Regions from separate parts of the Pan troglodytes genome. Here region 2 is linked to region 1. The links are chromatin contacts, called in public HiChIP or PLAC-seq maps. All regions are on one chromosome and are shown on one strand. Each heading gives the region's core, a stretch centred on a gene start, on an enhancer-like site or on the middle of the called end of the contact. The rest is flanking DNA. Distances are from core to core; before and after follow the strand shown.

Region 1 (5,039 bases), core at 811-3,310:
TGACAATAAACAAGTAAATTGATAAACCAATGCATAATTCCAAATTGTGATGTATGCCTCTGAGGAAACAAAAACACAGTAATAGAAAATAACTGTAGAGAGAATCATTTTAGATAAACTGTCAGGGAACATATATCTCAGAGGAGTTTATAATAAAGCCAAGATCTGAACTAACTGGTGCCAATCAAAAAAAGGGCTAGAGGACCAACACTTCAGGGAAGGAGACTAGCTTATAGCCAAAGGGTTCTACAATGTTAAAGAACACAGTATGTTGGCGGAACTGAAAGAAGGCAGAGGAACTATTAGGTAGTCAACTAGAGTATGAGTGTCACCATATAAAGATGAACTTCATTTATACATTAATCCAGAATATCTGGGTTCCACTCAAGGTTCAAACGAAAAGATAAGGATTTCCTACTTCCTACGAGCCTCTGAATTGACGAATTCAGTGTTCCTTTTTAGATCTCAACCAAGTTGACCCCTTTGCACAACTTGACAATGACGCTTATATCCCATCTTCCTAGAAATAACTCTGCCCTTGGCATGCCATTCTTTTCTAGTGCTAAGGAGTGTGGCCTCTGTAGTCAGATTGTATTAGTTCAAATCCTGGTTCAGCCACTTACAAACTGTATAATCTAGAGCAAGTTCACTAATCTCTTCAAACCTCAGTTTCTCAATGATAAAAGGAAAAACAATACTAGTACCTACCTCTATGAGTCCCTGTAAGGACCCATATACATGCTTACAGTGCCTGAAACACAGCAAATGTTAGCAATGATCATATTAACTTCCGTTATGACTGTTTCGAAAGTCTCCTGATACCTCTTCTTCCGCTCATACCTCAAAAACAGCTTTGTTTTCTTGGTCTCATCCATTCCTATGACTTCAGCAGCTGAAAACCCACAAAATATATTTCATTCAATGCCAGGCCTCACTCTGGAACTTCAGGGTCCTTCTACACTTTGTGCCTTTACACGCATTTTTCCTTCCATTTGGAAGGCTTCTACCATCTGCCAAGGTAACACTGAGAGGTCTCACCACAAACTGAATTGATAGTCTCAGGCTGAGTTTGCAGAGAACCAAAGTCACTCCTCTACCATCAGAGTACTCCCCTATCACCACATACATTATCATCCACTGTAGTTGTCTTATCTGTACCTGGTAAATACAGCAGCTAACGCTCACGAGTGCTCACCACAGGTCAAGATTATCTCACTTATCTTCACAAGACAGTAGAGAGCGGCCACACGACTGACAGAATTCCAATTCCAGCCGTATGATTCCAGAGCCCAAGCTCTTAACCGCGAGGTTGAAGTTGAAATATCAATACATGCTCGCTGACTAAAAGTACTAAATACGAGAGATCAAAAGATGACTAGTCAAGTCGCGTAGTTAAATCTGAACCCTAAGGTGACACGAAAAGAGGATGCGCAGGAGGCAGGGTTCAATTCAGGGCGTTTAAAAGGAGGAGGTTATTGGCCAAGTCCGCTAAGAACCCGGAGAGAGGCCAGGAAAGATGGAGTGAGGAGAGGGAGGAGTCAAGGGTCACTCTGGAGGGGTGCATGAGATTGGCGGTCTGGGGAGAGGACAGACTGGGTCGCACACGACTGAATTTTCCAGCGCAGAAGCCGCTGCGTTGCCTCCGCGCCCCTACCGCTGCACTCGGAAGGTCAAAGTAGTATCAACCGCGGCGGTGGCAGCAGCGCAGATCCCGACTCCTCTCGCCTCCTCCCGCGGCCACGGCTTCTTTTCTCCGTTAGCCACGCAGGGACCTACTCCCGCTTCCGGTTCAAACCCTGCGTGACTGCCCAGCGCCCACTTCTGGAGGAAGAAACAACGCCAAGCAGCCGCAGAGCACGGTATGCCCATGCGCATCCAGTATCACGCGGTCTCCGCGCTCAAAACACTCCCCCAAAACATTCGGCCCGTCGGAGCAAACGCGCCTGCGCCATGTCCACCAATGGCCAGCGACCTAGCGTTTGCGGCTCGCCCTTCGGCTCGGGCTCCGGGGCTCTCACCCACCCTCCTCGCCCTCGTCGTCCTCCCCGCCTTCCTCATCCCCGCCCCTCCAAGTCTGAGGACGGAAGTGACGACAGTTCCGAAGGCGAACGGAGGCGGGTTTCATTTCGGCGCCTTTCTTTCTCTGGCGGAAGCGATTGGCTGGCGTGAAGCGAAAGAGGCGGGACAAATTGCCGCGAGTTCAGTGCCGCCACTGGAACCGGGAGATGCGGCGCAGGAGCTGTCGCTGTGTTTGCTTTAACCTGAGTCTTGTTCCTTATTGTGGTTCCTGCTGTGGTTTTGATCATGTTGTTACCCTCGGACGTAGCCCGGCTTGTATTGGGTAAGCGCGGACCCGGAAAGGAGGGTTATTGGACCCGGCTATGCCGGACAGAAGGACCTTTGAGGCCAAAGGTTTTCCCTGGGTAGGGAAGCTTTGGGGTTTTGCCTCCCCGCTTACGAGTTGAGACTGGCGGTGATTCTTCGTCATTCGGAGGTTCTGGGCAGTTTAAGCCTCTTTGTATGTAGATGCTCCTCTCTTCAGAGGCTGCGTGGCGAGGGGAAGGCCGAGGGGAAGCTCGGGGTGGAACACCTGGGGCGGATTCGGAAGGAAAGTCAGGCCTCCACACTTAATTAGGACCCCTGAAAGAGCATTTGTCTGCATGACGGACGGATTGCGTGTGCTTCAACCTTGGGCGCACTTTCCTTGGTTCAGTGTTGGGACCAAGATAGGGCAAGTAGGGAGTTCCCCGGCCCCCCATCTTTGTAGAGAGACCTTCCTGGCGCCCTTCTAATAACCCGCCCTTATAACTACGAATTTGGGAGTAGGGGTGATCTTCCTTCTCCATCCTCCACGCAATACGTCGTCCAGTGTAGAGGTGTGAAATGCCAGTTGCATATTTTAAAACAGCAATTCCTGTTCCTTTGATCAGCGAAAAATTTCAGAGGGTTAATTGCCTTAAATTAGTTGAACGTTTTCTAGCCCTAGTTTTACCTTCATTTGAGGAGGGATGGTTTGTGGGTCACTTGTCTGTCAGGGTGTATTGTCTGTGTGAGAGACGGGTTTTGTTGTTGTTTGTCCCCTGAAAGAATAAAGAGGATTGTACTACAGGGGACGAGAGCCAGGTAAAGCTCAAAACCCGAGCCAGTAATTTACGGACGTCGTATGCGACGTCCCTAAAAGTAAATAGCAAGCATCTGTGATGAAACCTCCCATAGTATTCACAGCCATTACTACCATTATTTTATTGTTCGGAAAACCCATTTGTCTTGTGCCTCTTTTAAATGCCCAGCGCTGTCCACAAAAATGTTATTTGCGCAGGGCTCTTGATAAGCACATTTTGCAGGAAACGTTAAACGGAAATGGTTCCACCATCCATTTTTGAAGAAACATAATGACAAGTTTAATGTTTTGTTAATGTCTGATTAATCTTTTGCTTAAGAATTCTGAGTTTTGGCAGTTTGGTAATCTAGTTGAGTTTCGGTAACTATAGTCTTAAACATAGTTTCTCAGCCTCAGTACTGTTAACATTTTGGGCCTCATAATTCTTTATTGTGGGGAGCTATCCTGTGCTCAAATATTGTAGGATGTTTAGCAGCATTCCTGGCTTCTATTCACTAGATTACAGTAGGACACCCGTTCCCCACCCTACCCTTACCCAGTTGTGATCAGCGAAAATGTCTCCAGATATTGCTAGTATGTCCCCTGGAGGGCAGAATCACCCCTAGTTAAGAAAGTCCTAAGAAAGCAGTATCATTTTCTAATTGAAATAATTCACATCAATTTGTGAGTATTCTTTCTCCACAAACCAGCTACTCTGCTGACTTCCTGCTTTTCATTTAATGGACAAAAAACGCCAGCCATGGTTTTCTTATCTTAAAAATCTTTGTCATTCACATTCCATTTTCACTGCCACCAATCCCGCAATGTGCCTGCCATTACTTCTCTTTTGGACTTCTGTCATGGCTTCCCAGACAGTTGTCCTCGCAATTCATTTTATTTACTGTTGTTACAAATCTCCCTGAAGCTTTCACACTATACCTTTTATTCTGAAAGTTGAGATAATTCTATTCTTACTAAAAATTTCAAATGGGCAGAGGTATACAATACAAGCCTCCCCATGCCTAATGCTCTTACTTTTGTCGTTTATCATTTTACATCTTAAATAGATATATATCGTGTATATCTTTCTCATATCAGGTTTATTATTTACTCATGATTCTTTTCCTATCAGTACCCCCTCGCCATCTTCAGCTCCTCTTGTTATTGGTCCCTTCATAATGTTTTTTTCTAGCAAATCTTTGGGTGCCTAATATGTTCCAAACACTGTGCCAATTGCTGAACATAGAGAAGTTAAGTTTTCTCCCCTTAGTGTTCAGATAATTAGGTTTTTTTTAACTCTTAAACATACACACAGAAAAACACTTTTCTGGACCCCAGTAGACATTAGACACCCATTAAACAGAACATTCTGTGTTATGTTCTGTGTCACCCTTTCACAAGTCAAATTTATTCAAAGAACAATGAATTCCACTTAGTTGCTGTTCTTCACCTACCTTTTATCCTTCAGGATACTGCACTCTGACTATTGCATCTCACTACTCCACTTAAGTAGCCCTTATTGCCTTGCTGGGATTTTACAAAATGTTGTGTGGGCCAGAATACATCAAAGTGTTTATTGCCTCTGGGCCATCAGTTCAGTTTTTATCCATTTATTCAAGGTGCTCTGTGGAACTGATCCTACCTACCTCTCCAACTTGATCTCAACTTCCTAACATCTGTTTTATGCTGCAGACATGCCAAACGAATTGAAGTTTCTTTGAATATTCTTGTATGTATTCTACTTCTCTTTGTCTTCCTAGTACACTTGTATTCAAGGTTCAGGTCATGCCTGATCTCTGAAACTTCATTCAGCAAGTACAGTCAGTACTTCTTAAATGTTGCCATAGCATTGTACTTCTGTTACAACCTTATCATGTCTCATTGTAGATGTGTGTTTACTTTTTTTGATAAAATATACTAACAAAATTCACCACTTAAA
Region 2 (5,039 bases), core at 1,443-3,942, 440 kb before region 1:
TTACAACACTCTGGGTGGCTAATAACTTCTGTTTTTTGAAAGAAGAAACTGAGACTTAGAGGGGTGAAGAAACCTGGCTAGCCAATACCTGAAAAGAGTGAGATTTAAACCAGGTCAGCCTGACCACAAATAACTTACTCTGCAGCAGACTAGAACATGTTGACACGCTGTATTTGACAATTTTTCTAAAAGTAACTGTGAGCCAAGGAAGGGTTCTAATCGGCAGTAAAATGATTAGATCTTCATCTTGGAAAGAATCATTCTAGCAGAAGTATAGAGGATAAATTAAAAGGTTTAAGGCCTAGGGGACAAAGCCCATCAGCCACCTGTTTCACTAATTAAAGTTTTACTGAAAAACAACACCCATTCATTTAAGTATTTCTATGGCAGCTTTTGTATTACAAGGGAACAATTGAGTAGTTCCACCCTTAGGACTACAAAGCTGAAAACATTCACTATCATTTACAGAGAAAGTTTGCTGATCCCTGTTGAAAGCAATATTTACTATAGTAATCCAGGCAAGAGATGATGGGGACTGAAGACAATGCAGTAGGGATGAAGAAGCATTTGAAAAATGTAAGCAGAACAGATCACCAGTGTGACTGACTGGATATAAGAGTAGGTAAGAGAGAAGTAGCTAAGACTGCTCCTAGGTTTCTAGCTCTACGGTCTGCTGAGATGGTGGAGCTAGGATGTGGTGCTAAAAATGATCCCAACTTATGTCCATGTATTAACTTCTGGAAGGGATGAATGTTACCTTACATGGCAAAAGTGACTTTTCAGATGTGACTAAAGATCTTGGGATGGGGTGATTATCCTGGATTATCTGTGTAGGCCCTAAACGCAATCGTAAGCGCCCTTATAACAGAGGAACAGAGATAGACTGACACAGGAGAAGGCAGAGACTGGAGTTATGCAGCCACAGGCCAAGGAATGCCAGCAGCCACCAGAAGCTACAAGAGGCAAGAAACAGATTCTCCCCTAGAACCTCTGGAGGGAGCAAGTCCCTGCTGACACCTTGATTTTGGCCCAGTGAAACTGATTTCAGACGTATGGCCTCCAGAACTGTGACAAGGTAAATCTCTGTTGTTGCTGGGCTTTTTTGTTTGTTTGTTTGTTTGAGACAGAGTCTCACTCATCTCACCCAGTCTGGAGTGCAATGGTGCGATCTGGGCTCACTGCAACCTCTGCCTCCCGGGTTCAAGCGATTCTCTTGCCTCAGCCTCCCAAGTAGCTGGGATTACAGTCACCCACCACTACGCCCAGCTAATTTTTTTGTATTTTTAGTAGAGGCGGGGTTTCACCATGTTGGTCAGGCTGGTCTCGAACTCCTGACCTCAAGATCTCTGTTGTTTTAAGCCGCCAAGTTTGTGGTAATTTGTTACAATGGCAACCTTAGTTCCAAGAATGTTCCATCTGTTAAATCCCTGATTGTACTGCACTAGAAGGGGGCTGAGAAGCTGAATGATGTGGGTGAAGACCAACAAACATGGGATTTAGGGAAAGGGAAAAGAGGAATTGACAGACCTGTGGAGTCTGGAGGTTGGGGGAAGAAGTCAGGAGGTCAAAGTGATCATTACAGGTATACTCATCTGGGAACACCAGCTACAATGTGGGGATGATAGGTGACAGAAACAGACCAGCGGTCCAGCTTTTCTAGGCCAATTCTTGGATGGGGACATGAAGCCTGTGGAGAAAATGAGGTGGGCACAGGAAGGAGCATAGATGATGTTGAGGGATGCAGTCTGGCTTCATGGTTAAAAGCAAAGGCTTTGGGATTAGAAAGACATGGATCTAGCTTCCAATTCCACACCACCTACTAAGCGTGAAAGATTCGGACAAGTTTCATTCCTCTTAGAACCTCAATTATCTCATCTGTTAAATAGGATTATTAATATCCATACCTCAGATCAAGTCAAACAATTACTGTAAGCACATGGTGAGTGCTTAAAAATGTAGGTGTCATTATTACCATTATTGTCATCAGTATTATTAATATGAATATGACTGTAGCTATTACAGCATTAGTCTCCCTACCCTTAGGTACGGCCGCATTTCTATTACTTTTTTAGGAACAGTGTGGCAAGCAGAAGAGTGGCCAGAACGGTGCAGAGGTTTGAGCTGTGGCACCCGGCGTGACCTCTCATTCCCGGCCGGGTCCCGGTGACAGATCCGCCACCTCCACTCTGCAACTCCTCGCCGCAGTGAGACGCTGCCCCGCTGCTGGCCGGCCCGAGCCCCCTCCCCAGCGCCGGCCCCACCTTTTCATAGTTCTGCATGAGGCGGCTGATACTCTCGCGCTCGACCTGCCATTCGGGTTTCTTCAGTTGCTTCCTCAACTGCTTCTTTTTGTTCTGCCTATGGCTGTGTTTTTTCTTCCAGCGATTGAAGTTCCGCACCGGGTCGGGTCGGGCTCCCGAACCCGGAGAGTCGGCAGTTTTGCCCATTGCGGCGGCGGCGACAGCTCGGATTAACCCCCGACACGAGACACCTAAGACCAGACTCACGGAACCAGCATGGGACAAACGCACAGAGGCGCATGCGCGAACCCAGAAGCCCGCCCCCGAGCTTTTGAAACCGGGGCACGCGCCAATGACGTCAGGAAAAGGAGGGCTGTGATTGGCGAATTGGCTCCTGCTGGGAGGAGCAGCCTGGGGAAACGGGGGCGCAGCACTCCAAGGAAGGGGGCGAGCTGAGCGGCGCCGGGAGCACGCCGGCTCTTTAAAAAAAAACGCATGCGCACTGTTGTTGTTACTACGGTGACGTCATACACTGACCCTTTAAGGGCTATTAACACATTTGCTCCAGGTTCAACTTTGCTAAGCGTTTGTGAGTATGTGTGTAAACACATACAATCTGTGAATGAAAATTGTGACCCTCGTTTTGCACTTTTCGGGCCAACGAGCCAAAAGATTTGCCCAGAAGTAAACAGCTAGTTAATGACTTCTGATTTCCATCCATGGTGGTTGTACTTCCTCAGGAATAAAAATGAATATTCTGTATTCTTCTTATGCCCCTCTGGGTTTTCCTTTTCCTCTGGGCCCCTCAGACTCTAGCTGCAACAGCAAGGAAACTGGAACGGAATCAAATTGAATTTGCCTTAAAATGCTTTTATGGAGACAAAATGATAACTAAACGTAAGGAGGTAGGTAATAGAGGCCGGGCACGGTGGCTCACGCCTGTAATTCCAGCAATTTGGGAGGTCGAGGTGGGTGGATCACCTGAGGTCAGGAGGTCGAGACCAGCCTGGCCAATATGGTGAAGCCCTGTCTCTGCTAAAAATACAAAAATTATCCAGGCGTGGTGGTGCACACCTATAATCCTAGCTACTTGGGAGGCTGAGGCAGGAGAATCGCTTGAACCCCGGGGGCGGAGGTTACAGTGAGCCAAGATCGCCCCACTTCACCACAGCCTGGGTGAAAGAGTGAAACTCCGTCAAAAAAAAAAGGAGGTAATAGAAAAGTTATTGCAAGTTGGACATTTAAGTGAACTGGCTTTCAATGAATTGAATTTTTTGACACATTTACCTACAGCCTCCAGGAAAACACCGGATGTGGGTGGGAGAGCTTAGCTGTAGCAAAGGAGATTGGAAAATTGAGTTCAAAGTTCACAGGCAGAATTTTGGGCCCTCAAATTTCCTTTCCAACCCCACATATCCAGATCACTACTCTCAACTCTATGCCCATCCTCCAAACAAGACATGGCTTATTGGAAGGGAGTGAGGACAGGAGGTGAACAAGAGAATTTCCACACTCAGGGACACTAGATGTGGTAGACAGTAAAGCTCAATAAGGAGTGATTACATAAAAGTGTATATACATCCTCAAAAAATTAAAAATAGAACTCCACGTGAGCCAGCAATTTCACTTCTGGGTATGTATAGCCAAAATAATCGAAAGCAGGGTCTCAGATATTTGCATACCGTGTTCACCACAGCACTATAGCTAAAATGTGGAAGCAACCCAGGTGTCTATCAACTGATGAATGAGTAAACAAAACATAATATGTACCTAAAATGGAATATTATTCAGCCTTCATAAAGAAGGAATTTCTGACACATGCCACAACGTGGATAAACTTTAAGAATATTAAGCTAAGTGAAATAAGCCAGTCACAAAAGGACAAATACTATATATGGTTCTATTTATATGAGAAACTTAGAGTTGTCAAAATGATAGAGAAAGTAGACTTGTGGTTGCCAGGGACTCAGGCAACCAGGGGGTTACTGTTTAATCAGTGCAGAGTTCCAGTTTGGCAAGATGAAAAGAGTTCTGCAGATTGGTTGCACAACAATGAGAATGTATTTAATGCAACTGAATTGTATACTTACAAATGGCTAAAATGGTAAATTTTATGTGATGTGTATTTTACTACATATGTATACCACATATGCATACCTACAGAACGATAAGGCCCTCAGCTATAACTCACTTTTTTCCTAAAACTGTAGGAGTCAGGCATGTATGCACCCCAGGCAAGAAACTGGAAGGTTCAACTCTAGGAAAACTGAATGTCCAAGAGAAAGACCTCAATAACATCTAGGGGCCAGGCACGGTGGCTCACAGCTATAATCCCAGCACTTTCCGAGGCCAAGGTGGGAGGATTGCTTGAACCCGGAAGTTCGAGACCAGCCTGGGCAACATAGTGAGACCTTGTCTGTACCAAAATTCAAAAAAATTAGCCGAGCTTGGTTGCACACACCTGTAGTCCCAGAAACTAGGGGGCCAAGGCAGGAAGTTCACTTGAGCCTACAGAAGTCAAGGCTGCAGTAAGCCCTGATACTGCCACTGCACTCCAGGCTGGGTGACAGAGCCAGACTCTGTCTCAAAAAAAAAAAACAAAAACAAAAAGAGAGAGAAAGAAAAAAGACATTTTGGCAGCAGCCAAATAAATGACAACTCTCTAACCACCCCATTGCTCTTTAGTGAAACTTATCAGTTAATAAGCCCTCCGTTCACTCATTTCTAATCAGCCTTATTCTTAAATATGGGCTAATAACCAAAGACCAACAAATATTTTAGGAAATCCTTTAACTTAAA

What was found. HiChIP or PLAC-seq counts read pairs in DNA pulled down with a chosen protein or histone mark.
Region 2: a contact with region 1 is called in an H3K4me3 HiChIP or PLAC-seq map of stem cell-derived excitatory neurons, with 5 times the contacts expected there. The contact joins the promoter of DDX10 here to the promoter of NPAT in region 1. A contact is called at or near these places in 2 of 7 Hi-C or Micro-C datasets (blood and stem cell-derived neural progenitor cells) and 1 of 1 datasets of contacts at active chromatin or transcription factors (stem cell-derived excitatory neurons).

The regions. Positions count from the first base shown.
Region 1 is chr9:110,205,454-110,210,492 of NHGRI_mPanTro3-v2.0_pri, reverse strand. NPAT (nuclear protein, coactivator of histone transcription) reads left to right here and starts at 2,060. Exons shown (of 18, transcript XM_508739.8): 1 at 2,060-2,341. The coding sequence starts at 2,305. ATM (ATM serine/threonine kinase) reads right to left here and starts at 1,754. Exons shown (of 63, transcript XM_016921933.4): 1 at 1,655-1,754.
Region 2 is chr9:110,645,534-110,650,572 of NHGRI_mPanTro3-v2.0_pri, reverse strand. It overlaps DDX10 (DEAD-box helicase 10), which reads right to left and starts at 2,692. Exons shown (of 18, transcript XM_009424123.5): 1 at 2,262-2,692. The coding sequence starts at 2,447.